Regions from separate parts of the Sus scrofa genome. Here region 2 is linked to region 1. A link is a contact called in public Hi-C data. All regions are on one chromosome and are shown on one strand. Each heading gives the region's core, a stretch centred on a gene start, on an enhancer-like site or on the middle of the called end of the contact. The rest is flanking DNA. Distances are from core to core; before and after follow the strand shown. Region 1 holds the start of MESDC2 (LDLR chaperone MESD). Region 2 holds the start of LOC106507704 (a long non-coding RNA gene).

Region 1 (6,706 bases), core at 2,541-5,040:
TCCCTTCGCTACAGTATCCTGCCACCTTCCTGGTCATATAATTAATCAACTATCAAATCCTGTTAAGAATACAAAATCCTCCCATTTCTTTCTCCCTTCTACTCCATTCCTGCAGCTTCTAGTTTAACCCAGGTCCCCCTCATTACCTTTCTTTTTTTTTTTTTTTTTTAAATATGGACCATTTCACAAATTTGTATGTCATCCCTGCACAGGGTTGTGCTAATCTTGTCTGTATCATTCCAATTTTAGTATATGTGCTACCGAAGCGAGCACCCCTCATTACCTTTCATCTGTACTCTGCTCACCAATGTGTATGGCAGTGTAGTAAAATGGTTAAAAGAATAAGCTTTAAAATCCAGTGACTGAATTTTGAATTTGAAATTAAGCTAATTTGCTGTGTGACCTGGTGCAAATTACTTGACCTCTCTGTGCCTCAATGATATCATCTAGAAAAGACAAAGTGCTAGAGCAGTCCTGTTAGCTAAAGAACACTCAATAAATATGAAGTTGTCCCTACCTTCAGAGTTTCTCCTTGCCCACCCATTTTAAACTCTTTGGACCAAATTTTTCTCAAGTTTACCCCTAATCATGATACTCTCCTATTCAAAAACACTCAAGAGGAGTTCCCACCACGGCACAGTGGGTTAAGGATCAGGCGTTGTCACTGCAGTGGCTCAGATCCCTGCTGTGGTGTGGGTTTGACCCCTGACCTGAAAACTTCCATGTGCTGTGGGTACAACCAAAAAGAAAAAAAAAAAAAAAAAAGTTCAGCAGCTGAAACAACCACTAGAGTGCATACACTGAAGACTCAAAAATGTTACAAAGACAAGACTTGAGCAGTAACCTGGGGAAGTGTTTAATATATATCCAATGAAAAAAAAGAACAGCAGAAAATTCTATTGATGCTATCCTTTCAGCTGTAAAAACCATGTCTGACTACTGAAGCGGAACCCAAAGATGAAGTTACGGATGATTAAAAATAAAACATTCCAGAATTATATTTGGGTATCAACTTATTGGACTCATCAGGGATGGCATTTTTCCTTCCAAATAAAGTCCCAACCACACAGGAAGGATTCAAGGCCCACCGAGCAGGACCTGGTTCCCACCAATCTTTCCATCCTTACCTCTCACTAGGTGGCTTCAGTAATTCTGTTCTGGCCAATCTAACTAATTTAGAACTAATATAAATAGAGGTGTACCATGCTAGGTTCTTTCCATGTTTTCTCAGTTCATCCTCGCAACCACTCCGAGGTGGATACTACCACCTCTATTTCTTACAGGTGAGGGATCTAAGCTACAGAGAGGTTTTGTTTGTTTGTTTTTTGGGGTTTTTTTTGCCGTTTTAGGGTCACACTTGTGGCATATTGAGGTTCCCAGGCCAGGGATCTATCGGAGCTATAGCTGCCGGCCTACACCACAGCCACAGCACACAGGGTCCGAGCCATGTCTGCGGCCTACATCACAGTCCACAGCAATGATGGATCCTTAATCCACTGAGCGAGGGCAGGGATCGAATCTACAACCTCATGGTTCCTAGTCAGATTCATTTCTGCTGCACCACAACGGGAACTCCCAGAGAGGTTCTTTACCAGTCCAAATTTCCAAGCTGAAGTGGTCTGAACCCAGGCAGTCTAACTCCAGAGCCTGGGCTATTGACATTCACACCATTCTGCACAATTTCCACGGGTCCCATCCACCTCGGCTCAGGCAAATTAGTTAGGAATGCTCTTTTCCCACATTCCCTGGCCTGTCTAAAATGCCACTTCCTTCCTGAAACCCTCTGAGAGTCCCACCATACTTTCTTTTTATAACATCCAGCCGTTTCTACTGTGTATTACGGTTATTTTTATTGTTATCTGCTATTCTCGATGGCTGGCTCCCTTGTTCGCCTCTGCAGCCCCCTTTTTCAGTCTAGCTCAGGGTCTGAGGATTTTCAGGCGAGGATTTCCATTGCAGAGGCTATTCTCACGTTAGTGGATCAAAAACTGTTTGCTCAGGCCAAAAAAGAGATTGGGAGATTGCTAGAGAGAGAGATGGCAAGTGGGGGGAGGAATTGCTGCAACAAGTTCCTTCCTCCTTAGTGGTCTGCCTACACCCAGACTGACTCCCGTATTTCCTTGAGCAGGTCAACATGAAAACTTCTTTCTTCCAGCCAAATGCATCCGATGGTATTTTAAAGTCATGTCTGAAAGCCTCTATCCACTACATATGCACACAGATACCCACAGAATAATAAAGCGTCAATGTTGGAAGAAATCATCCAGTGCAATCTCACTCAGCAGATAAGGAACCAGAGGCCTAGAATGGAGACGTGACTTGCCCAAGGTTACACAGCGAGTAGAATCCTAGTTTCTTTCTTTCTTTCTTTTTTTTTTTTTTTTTTTTGTCTTTTTGCCATTTCTTGGGCCGCTCCCACAGCATATGGAGGTTCCCAGGCTAGGGGTCTAATCGGAGCTGTAGCTCCCAGCCCACACCAGAGCCACAGCAACGCGGGATCCGAGCCGTGTCTGCAACCTACACCACAGTTCACGGCAACGCCGGATCGTTAACCCACTGAGCAAAGCCAGGGACCGAACCCGCAATCTCATGGTTCCTAGTCGGATTTGTTAACCACTGCGCCACGACGGGAACTCCCAGAATCCTAGTTTCTGACTCAACTCCACCAGCTGTGCAAATTCACCAGGACAACACAACCACCTTTGGAAAGAAGCAGCAACGTGGTTTTGGTTTAGTAAACTTTACCTAAAAAGGTTATTATCCACTCCTTGCAATGACACACTCCAGTGCATTCAAGTAACAAACTAGAAAACTCATTCAAATCAAGTCATTATTCCTTTAAACTAGGGAGCGCCACTAGCCTTGGCTACCGCCTCCCACTACCCTCCCAAATTAAAGCCACTCAAAAAAAAATCACAAAACCCTCAGCAGGGACATATACCCAAAATGGGAATTCTGTCCTACTGATTTAGAACACGGAGAACTACGAAAGTTGAAACGGCCCTCTTGAAAGATAATCCTCCCCATACCCCTCACTCCATTCTTCAGGAGTGGAGTGGAAAAGGTCTCCCTCCCCATTTGCAGGGCTCACTGCCCATACGGGGCAATGCGTGGAGCGACCAGGGCACTAAAGACAAAGTAGAGCTGAATAGTGAGAGGCTGACCCGTGATTGGAGTGGCCAGAGGAATGATGGAAGAGGATACTGGGATGAATGGCCTGGGACCGGGGTAGGCAGGGCGTAAGGGGGTCAGAGGGGACACCGAGGGTCAACGATGGTTGGAGTAGGTCACTAAGGGATCACGGCATACGCAGCAGAGGAGGTTAGGGGGTCAGAAGGTACCGAGACGGAAGTCTAAAGGGTCCCAATACGGAGGAGGTAAGAGGTCACTAGGAGCGGGGCCAGGACAGAGAAGGGCCGGGACAGAGAAGAGCAGGGAGGGTGTGCGCGCGCCGCGGACCTCCCACTGTTCCAGAAGACGAGCCATGTCCGCATCATTGTAGTCGCGAATATCCTTCTTCTTCTTCCGGGGAGGTGGAGTAGCCTCGCTGGGCGTTTTGGCTGGGCCCTCAGCGGCGAACGCCCTTGGCGGCAGCAGCACGAGAAGCAGCAGATCAGAGACACAGAGAAGGACCACGGCGGTGCGCGCCCAGGCGGAGGCCGCCATCTTCGCCGCGCAGCGCCGGGTAGCGAGGGCGGACCGGACCTGCGCGAGCCACCGGCCCCGCCCCAGGCCACCTCTCTCCTGGACCCGCCCCCTACCGTCGCCTGCGTCGGACCCCGCCCCGCCCTCAGCCCCGCCTCCCGGCCCTGAGTAGCCTACCAGGCCCCGCCCCGTCCCATTTCCTCCAGCCCCACCTCCGGGAGCCCCGCCCCTCCGCCATCTTGGCCCCGCCCTGCCCCTCGTGTCCAGCTGAGGCTTTCTGCCCGTCCTGGATCGGACCCGAGTGCTCTCGTTCATTTTCGGCCCAGCCCGAGGCCGAACTTTTTCTCTCCTACGGGTAGGCCAGGTCCAAAAGTTCCCTCACGGCCTCTTGGAATCCTCGAACGGCACCTCGCTAGGCCTGTGAAATGAATTAGAGCTGGAAGTTCTGGGAGCTGCCTTTGCTTTGAGAAAGCCGGTTTCACGGGGTCACACGTTTCCTCTTGGTCCCCTGCAACTTCCTTTGAGAACCACCAGTTAAAAAAAGGAGTGGCAGGTAGAGCATCTTTTTCAGACGATCATCAATAGCTCGGGCCCACTGCTTTGCTGCTCAGTGGGGATGATTCAGTTTGGCATTCAATATTACTGTCATCGCTTGAATTTGAAAAAGCTTTTTAAAAAAATGATTACTTTTCATCTGTAAAATAGCTTCGGTAATCTCTTCCGATTTTAGTCTTAGTCTAATACTGTCGGCTCTGACTAATCCTTTTCACGGATGAATCATTCTGTTTTTTGTTTCTTTCTTTAAAAGATTCTGGCCAGCGATGCTCTAAAATTCTAGGAGTTTTAGGGAGTTCGCTGCTGGTTCGGGTGGTTAAGGATCCTTCAGGTGTGGGTTCAACTTATGCATGTGCAGGCTCAGCCAAAAAAAAAAGTTCAACGAGTTTTAAATGGCTGATCTTTTGATTTCTTTTAAACTTTTAATTGAATAAGGCACTTAGTGTAGTTGTAAAATATTCCAACATTGTACAGTTTCAAACATTCTAACTATCCCACACCAACCAGTTATCAGTCTGTTGAATATCATATACATTTTACTATACATTTACAAACATCAAAATGTCTCTAGAAATGGCTTTGTTACATTTACATGTGTGTTTATGGCAGCACGCTGTCCAAATTGGTAAATGTATTGGCTCCTTAAAAGTGTTTTCCACTTACCAACATGAGATGATGAGCTTTCATTCTTTATATTGCAGATATAGTATGCTTTGGTATTAATATGCCAATAGTTTATTTCCCTATTACCCTTCTGATGGCCATTTATTACTAATTATTCTATTACCTAAAAAGGAAAAAAACAAACCACTGCAAACTTTATTCATGCCTTGTTTATGGGCTGAATTATATCCCCCCAAATTTTCTCTTTTTTTTTTTTTTTTTTTGTCTTTTTGCTATTTCTTGGGCCGCTCTCACAGCATATGGAGGTTCCCAGGCTAGGGGTCGAATCGGAGCTGTAGCCACCGGCCTACACCAGAGCCACAGCAACACGGGATCTGAGCCGCATCTGCAACCTACACCACAGCTCATGGCAACGCCAGATCGTTAACCCACTGAGCAAGGGCAGGGACCGAACCCGCAACCTTATGGTTCCTAGTCGGATTTGTTAACCACTGCGTCACGATGGGAACTCCGTATCCCCCCAAATTTTCTTATGATGAAGTCTTAACCCCCCCACCCTGCTCCACGGCCTCAGAATGTGACTGTATCTGGAGGTAGGGTCTTTAAAGAGGTAATTAACTTTTTTTTTTTTTTTGTCTTTTTGCCTAGTCTAGGGCCGCTCCCAAGGCATATGGAGGTTCCCAGGATAGGGGTCCAATCAAAGCTGTAGCCGCTGGCCTACCCCACAGCAACTCAGGATCCGAGCGGAGTCTTCGACCTACACCACAGCTCACGGCAACGCTGGATCCTTAACCCACTGAGTGAGGCCAGGGATCAAACCCACAACTTCATGGCTCCTAGTCGATTTGTTAACCACTGAGCCACGAAAGGAATTCCAAGAGGTAATTAACTTTAAATGAAGTCATTAAGGTGGGCTCTAGTCCAGTACGACTAGTGTCCTTGTAAGAAAAGGAAATTTGAGGAGTTCCTGTTGTGGCGCAGTGTAAATGAATCTGACTAGGAACCATGAGGTTGTGGGTTCAATCCCTGGTCTTGCTCAGTGGGTTAAGGATCCAGCATTGCTGTGAGCTGTGGTGTAGGTTGCAGACATGGCTCAGACTCTGTGTGCTGTGGCTGTGATGTAGGCTGGCAGCTGTAGCTCTGATTCGACCCCTAGCCTGGGAACCTCCATATGCATGGGTGCACCCCCGCCCCACCAAAAAAAAAGGGAATTTGAACAGTCATGTATGGAGGGAGGATCATGTGAACTCGCAGGGAAACGATGACCATCTATAAGCCAAGGAAAGAGGTCTCAGAAGAAACCAACCTGGCTGATATCTTGAGCTGGGACTTCCAGCCTCCAGCACAGTGAAAAAATAAACTTCTGTTGTTTATGTTACTTGGTCTGTACTTTGTTATGGCAGCCCTAGCAAACTAATATTCCTTGCTTCAATAGGATTAACAGCCTACATATAACAGAAAACAGAATTAAAAAAAATAAAAGTGGCTTAAACAAGACATATGGCTTTGTTGTTTAATTTTTCTTTCACAGAAGTGGTTGGAAACTAAGCATCTAAGGCTGGTATTTTGGCTCCTTGGTCATCTGGCACCCAGCCTCTTTCTCATTCTGCTCTGTCCTACTGGCCTGTGTGTCCATCCTCAAGGTCACGAGTTCCAAAATGACCCCTGGAGCCCTAGCCATCAAGATGACTTTCATCCAGAGGAAGGAGGAAGGAAGGAAGGCCGAAAGGAGCCTACCTTTTTAGGGAGTCAGCTTCCTTTAAGCAGCCTCCTTGAATGTTCCACACAACGCTTCTGCTGACATCTTGTAGGCTGGAACCCAGCCTTCTAAGGGAGGCTGTCTTCTGGCTGTCTCCATTGTCACCCCAAACAAAACTGAGAT
Region 2 (6,706 bases), core at 3,070-5,569, 97 kb after region 1:
ATTACAAGGGGAAGGAACGCCCACCCTCTTTGTACAGATGAGGAAACCCAGGGCCAGAGGACTAACCGTATGTACTCAAACATATTAATGATGTCACTGCAAAAAAGCCTTGTATTTTTTCTCTTTTTAGGGCCACACCTGTGGCATGTGGAAATTCCCAGGCTAGGGGTCGAATCAGAGCTGCAGCTGCCACACCACAGCCACAGCCACGCTGGATTCTTAACCCACTGAATGAGTCCAGGGATCGAACCTGCATCCTCATGGATGCTAGTAAGGTTTTTAACCTGCTAGTGCGAGCCACCATAAGACCTCCTCAAAAGTCCTTATTTCTGAAAATCTATTTTATTAGACATAAAAGTCTGTCTACTTCCTCATGGCTCTTTTTTTTCCCTTTTATGTATACATTTAATTAACTTCTCTGCATCTGTTTTGTCGTCTATGAAATGAGGGTAATGTATATCTCATAGATTGTGCGATTAAACTGAATAAGACAATACATGCACATAAAGCATTTAAAACAGTTTTTATGAATTTATTTAAAAAAAATTTTTTTAGGGCCGCACTTGTGGCATATGGAGGTTCCCAGGCTAGGGGTCGAATTGGAGCTACAGCTGTCTGCCACAGCCATGCTGGATCCGAGGTGCATCTGCGACCTACACCGTAGCTGGTGGCAACATCAGATCTTTAACCCAATGTTCGAGGCCAGGGATCGAACCCTCATCCTCATGGACACTATGTCAGGTTCCTGATAAGCCATCATGGGAAATTCTCCTCTCAGAGTTTTATTGATCCAGTAGACAAGGAGTTTGAGGCCAGTTCTGTTTTTATTCCTTCGCTTATGAAGTTTTATGTGCCTGGATGATTATAAGCCTCTGCCTTTCTCCTTGAAATTAAAAAAAAAAAAATGCCCCCACTTTTTCCCTCTTAGGAGTTCTCATTCTTGCCAAAAAGAGGTTTAAGCTGGCCAGGTATATTCTCCAGAAATAGCATTTTTGATCCCCCTGGGTCCCCAGTTGATTTGTTCTGAGTGTGGGTGGCTCTTCTTTTTTTTTCCCATGGTAGAGGGCTGGCTGACTGAGTCTGTGTTACACCAGCTTGGTTGGCTCAAGAATGGAGTTTAGGAAATCCTTAGATCTGTATGTTCTGTTTTTTCTAATGCTGCTTTACTGGGGCAAAGTTTCCTTATCAAATGTCAGATCAATTCAGCCTTGCTTCTGTGAATGGGTCCAGCCAGGGCTGGTAGCCAAGGAAGGTATTTTTAACAGCCTGCCCTGACCAGCTGGAAAGAAGCGGGTGGTATGGGGCAGAGGCCAAGGGACAGCCTCTTGGGCTGTATATTTGCCCTTCATTGATGAATAGTGGTGGGGGGAGTGATGTCTGGGTGAGCTGAGATGGGGGTCTGGGGAGGCCACTGCAGCAGAGGGACACTTAGGTAGTTTTGGTCCGTGGTTCTCTGCCAAGCAGCATGGGTGTGAATCAGCATGTTAAATCTGGAATAGCCATATGCCAGGGCATGTGCAGCCCTTGGTGTTGAGGATGAGTGCAGGATGAGTATTCTGTTCCCCTGGGTTCTCCATTAGCGCTTCTGCTTGCTCAGGATCCTTCTGACAGGGGTGCTTTGCAGTGCCGCCTTTTTTTTTTTTTTTTTTTATCCTTTGTGGGGCCACACCCACGGCATGTGGAGGTTCCCAGGCTAGGGGTCAAATCAGAGCTGCAGCTGCCAGCCTATGCCACAGCCACAGCAGTGAGGGATCCGAGCTGTGTTTGTGACCTACACCACAGCTCACAGCAGATCCTTCACCCACTGAGCGAGACCAGAGATAGAACCCTCGTCCTCATTACTAGTCGGGTTCGTAACTGCTGAGGCAGGACGGGACCTCCCTGCAGTGCTGCTTTAATACCAGGGGCACCCTCCGGAGCTCAGCGTCAGGATGGACAAGGAATGGACATTCTCCAGGAATCTAGGTAGGTGGCTGCTCTGACCTCAGCACACTGCAGCCTGTTCCTCTGCTCTCTTCCAGGGGAAAAGGTGTAGCTGTGAGGGTAGTTTGGGGGATGACAAGGACCATCTGCATATTGAACAAAGATTGGCATTTGATAGTTACTGAATCTCACCCTGCCCGAGAACTGAGTGGCTCTATCACATGGCAACCAAACTGTTAGGAAAAGGTGCCAGGAATTATGGCTATATTTGGCAGAACCTGCAGTAGTGCTCAGAATATTCTCATCCAGCGAAAGGATCAGGGAAAGAATGGCTGCAATCTTGACACCTGAGCTGCGGGGTGAAGGATCTGAGAAGGCGCTGGGATGAGGCCACGGCCAAATCTTTTAGGCTGGTTCCTGTACAAAGACGTCTTGCGGGAAACATGGGAGAAGACAGTCTATGCTGAGTGTTACGTAAACCCCACATGGAACTGGCTCATAGAAATTTCATAGACGCTTGGACTGCATCTGCAGTGGGCAGACTGGTGTCTTTAGCAAGCGAACCCAAAGGGACACTAGCTTTGGCTGCAGACACTGCAAGACCCAGGGCGGAGAGACTAGGACAGGAGATGGGGGCGAGGGATGCAGTGGAGGTTGGATCCTTAAAATGGGACTTCATTTAAAAGGGAAGCATTCGATCCATGGGAGGGACTACAGTGAGGAAATGCTGTAGGCACGGAGCCTCCTAAGAGGTGAGCGTAAGGGAGGATTACTAAGAGTTTGCCAGACAGGTACTCACGGAGCGCTTGGGTTGAAGATCCAACATCTCAGCCTGTTGCAGGACTGTTAGCTGGAGGAAAAGAGGACAGAAGAAGCATTTTGTGATGATGGCCAGGAGACGATGGTTGTAACAGCCACCGTTCATGAGCACTTAGCCTGAGCCTGGCACGCTTCAAATCCATTGCCTCACTTACTCGTTGCAATCAGTAAACAAAGTAGGAAGTATTGCTATCCCCATTTTATTTTTCGTTTATTATTATTATTTTTTTCTTTGGCCATGCCCATGGCAAGTGGACATTCCCTAGGCCAGGGATCGGAGCTGCACCACAGTAGTAATCCAAGCCACAGCAGTGGCCATGGTACATCCTTAACCACGAGGTCACCAGGGAACGCCTATCCCCACTTTATAGATGAGAAATAGGGGCATAGAAAGGGGAAACATCGGATCAGAGGCACAGAATGAGTCCTTGATGGAGTCGTTTGTCAAGTTCTTTTCCACTGGTGAAGAAGGGGCAAACAGGAGTCCCCACTGTGGCTCTGCGGTAACTAACACAACTAGTATCCATGAAGATGAGGGTTTGATCCTTGGCCCCGATCAGTGGGTTAACAGTCTGGCATTGCCGTGAGCTGTGGTGTAGGTTGCAGATAGGTCTCAGCAGATGCATAGGCCGCAGCTACAGGTCTGATCTGACCCCTAGTGTGGGAACCTCCACATGCTTTGGGTGCCACTCTAAAAAGAAAAGATATGGGCAAACAGACTCCTAACGAAGTAACGAAAATTAAGAATTTTTCTGCAAAGCAGAGAAAATAGCAGTAGAATTCGGCATGAGTAAAGGGAATTGCCAGCGAACATCCAGAGACAGGAGCTTTTAACCAACTTCCTTCCCCAATTCTTCATTCTCCCATGAGTACCATGAACCTGGGTGGCCAGAAAGCTGGGGCAGGGGGGCAGGGGGCAGTGGTCGTGGGTACACAGACCTTAATCCAGTCTTGTTGACACCTGGACAGAGGGAGGCTGTGGTGCTGGCAGCTACTTTTAAGACAGGGGACCCAGAACCTCTTGGCGGAAGAGGCAGGGTTGAAATGAAGTTTAAGGTCACCCATAGTAAGGTAGATCTGTGTTTTGTTACCGATGTGGGAAGCACCGACATGTGATGGCAGACTAAAATCTCCCAGAGAAACTTTCCTCGGTGTAGACAAGTCACGCCTTTTAGAAAAGAGTTAGATCATGGGCTCTGGCTGGCTGGAGTCATAGCCCATTAGGTCAAGTCCTGCTCAGCTGCTCCAGATTCCTCTGAGGAAGCAGCTGCCCTGGAAACTTAATCCCTTCCCACTGGGGTTGGCAAGGCCATGGGCAATGACCCAAGAACAGAAGAGATGGAGATACTTGCCAGGCAGAGCTGGATTCTAGGTCATTTCCACTTTGTTCTGTAAGAGGTAACTCGTCCATGTTCCCTGATAAGGACTTACAGGAAAGGTGCACGTTGGTGAAGCTAGAATTTCTGGATGAGTTGTGAGAATGAAAGAAAAAGCTAGCAGGTTGTGTACGGATCTGGAAGGAGTAGCTGAGTACACTTCTCTGGAAATTCTGGACATGCTGTTGTTGCCAGCAGCCTGGGGAGTTGGGTTCAGCCCTGCTGCCAACTCCTGGCTTCAAGTGCCAGCTAGTGTGTGAGGTCAGATAGGAGCTGAGGACAATGGGGACTGGTTCCCCTCTCCCCCTGGGCCTGGGGTGAGGAAATGGGTTTAGATAGCTCTAGCCCCAGCTGTGGACACTCTCAAGGCATGGAAGGTGGCATGCAAGGGAAACTAGGAGCTACAGAGAAGGGGTTTTCTCCCATGAGCGGGCCCCAGGCTGTACCAAAGGGGTGCAGCATCCATCAGTTATAAGGCACACTTCTGACCTTCAAGGGGTATTCTAGAGATCACACAGGGAGGAAGCATTGAAAAGAATTCTTTCTAAATGTCTTATCTCTAAGCCTTATACATTTCCAAGCTGCAAGTTTGGACAAGTTCAATTGCTTCCCATCTCCCCGCCCCCCCACCCAGTTATGGGCTACCGAGGCGTCGGTGGGTATTTGTGTTGGGTTTAAGAACCAGCTCTATTAGCTATGGAATTTCAAGGTGGCTTGGGTATGTAAACTGGCCAGGGGGCCGCTCACAGGATCGAAGCAGCAGCATCAGGGCCTTCTGCCAGCCTGCATGGGGCGATAACCTGTTGGGAAAGTCAGGAGGTGGGAGCAGGATGGGAGCAGGCTCTGCTGGCATGACCCATTTTCTTTCCTTGGCATCCAAACATCGGCAAAGTCACTAAAGTCATGAGAGAGTCAGAGTTGGTGGTGTGTGTTGTTTGCTGGTTTTTGTCTAATACAGGGCAGAGCTCAGAAAGCTGGCTCAGGGGACGCATACGTATTTTTAGGCATCCCTCCGGGCTTCTCTATGGGGGTTTCCGTTTGTATAAAATAAATAGCATCACATAAATAGCATCACACTGTATAGGATGTTATCTAGTTTGCTATTTACATGATGGATTAGTTGCCTATGACTGATGTAACCAATTGCTACAAACTCTGTGGCTACCATAGAAGTTCATCTCCTTACATCTCTGGAGGCTGGAGATCTGAAATCAAGGGTTGCTTCCTTCTAGAGGCTCTGAGAGGATCTGTTCCACGTCTTCCTTCTAACTTTTGAGGATTTCGGAACATCCTTGGTGTCCCTTGTCTGCTACGCTCAGGGCTCCAGTCTCTGCCTCCGTCTTCACACGGTCCGCGTGGTCTCCCTTGTGTATCCATCCAAACGACCCTCTTCTGATAAAGACACGACTCATTTGGATTTGGGGATCTTCCTTAATCGAGTATGACCTCTTTGAACCCTGATTACATCAGCAGAGACTTTACTTCTAAATAATATCATGCTCATAGGAACCAGGTAAACGTGAATTTGGGGGGGGGAGGTCATTCTATAGTCTAGTACACGTGGACATCTCTTTATGTAAATAAATGTAGATACTCATTATCTTTTTTTTCTTTTTTTTTTGCTTTTTAGGGCCGCACTCTCGGCACATGGAGCTTCTCAAGCTAGGGGTGAAACTGGAGCTGTAGCTGCCGGCCTATTCCACAGCCACAGCAATGCAGGATCTAAGCCACATCTGCGATCTACACCACAGCCCACAGCAATGCTGGATCCTTAACTCACTGAGCAAGGCCAGGGATTGAACCTGTATCCTCAATGATGCTAGTCAGATTCGTTAATCACTGAGCCATGACAGAAACTCCCTCATTATCATTTTTAAGGGCAGTCTAATATGTCACTGGAAAAGTGTATTATAATTTACTTAAACCAACCTCCTGTGGTTTGACATCTAGATTATTTTATTTATCTTTTTGGCTACTTTCAGCATCTGTTCGAGATACACGCTTGTGCATAGATTTTAAATACTGTAAACAGGGTTGGTGATGCACAGGGCATGCACTTTTATTATCTTGCTAACTCTTTAAATTTTTAAAAAATTTTTATTTTATTTTTGTTTATTTATTTATTTTTTTTTAGGGCTGCATCCGTGGCATATGGAGCTTCCCAGGCTAGGGGTCTAATCGAATCTGTAGCTGCTGGTCTACACCACAGCCACAGCAATTCGGGATCCAAGCTGTGTCTGCAACCTACACCACAGCTCATGGCAATGCTGGATCCTTAACCCACTGAGCGAGGCCAGGGATCCAACACACGTCCTCAAGGATACTAGCTGGGTTTGTTAACTGCTGAGCTGTGACAGGAACTCCTAAATTTTAAAAAAAAATTACTTTACTAAAAAAAATTTTTTATAGGAATTCCCGTTGTGGCTCAGCAAGTTAAGAACCTGACATAAGAGGGTTCGATCCCTGGCCTCGCTCAGGGGGTTAAGGATCCGGTGTTGCTGTGAACTGCAGTATAGGCTGGCAGCTGTAGCTTCGATTCGACCCCTAGCCTGGGAATTTCCATATGTCGCACGTGTGGTCCTAAAAAG

What was found. Hi-C and Micro-C count contacts between places; a contact is called where the count stands out from the background.
Region 2: a Hi-C map of skeletal muscle shows a contact between it and region 1, with 2.1 times the contacts expected there. The contact joins the enhancer-like site here to the promoter of MESDC2 in region 1. A contact is called at or near these places in 6 of 47 Hi-C or Micro-C datasets (embryonic fibroblasts, heart right ventricle, liver and 2 more) and 2 of 2 datasets of contacts at active chromatin or transcription factors (alveolar macrophages and skeletal muscle).

Annotation. Positions count from the first base shown.
Region 1 is chr7:49,813,935-49,820,640 of Sscrofa11.1, forward strand. MESDC2 (LDLR chaperone MESD) reads right to left here and starts at 3,791. Exons shown (of 3, transcript XM_001928863.5): 1 at 3,460-3,791. The coding sequence starts at 3,666. LOC102161353 reads right to left here. Exons shown (of 3, transcript XM_021100044.1): 3 at 5,956-6,706. The coding sequence ends at 6,584.
Region 2 is chr7:49,910,687-49,917,392 of Sscrofa11.1, forward strand. LOC106507704 (a long non-coding RNA gene) reads right to left here and starts at 454. Exons shown (of 4, transcript XR_001303895.2): 1 at 1-454. It also overlaps a transcript of CFAP161 not described here. Within about 2 kb of position 4,320, at least 5 of the 83 cell types and tissues checked have an H3K27ac peak or open chromatin away from gene starts, as enhancers often do. A contact at or near this core is called in skeletal muscle, where this site is marked.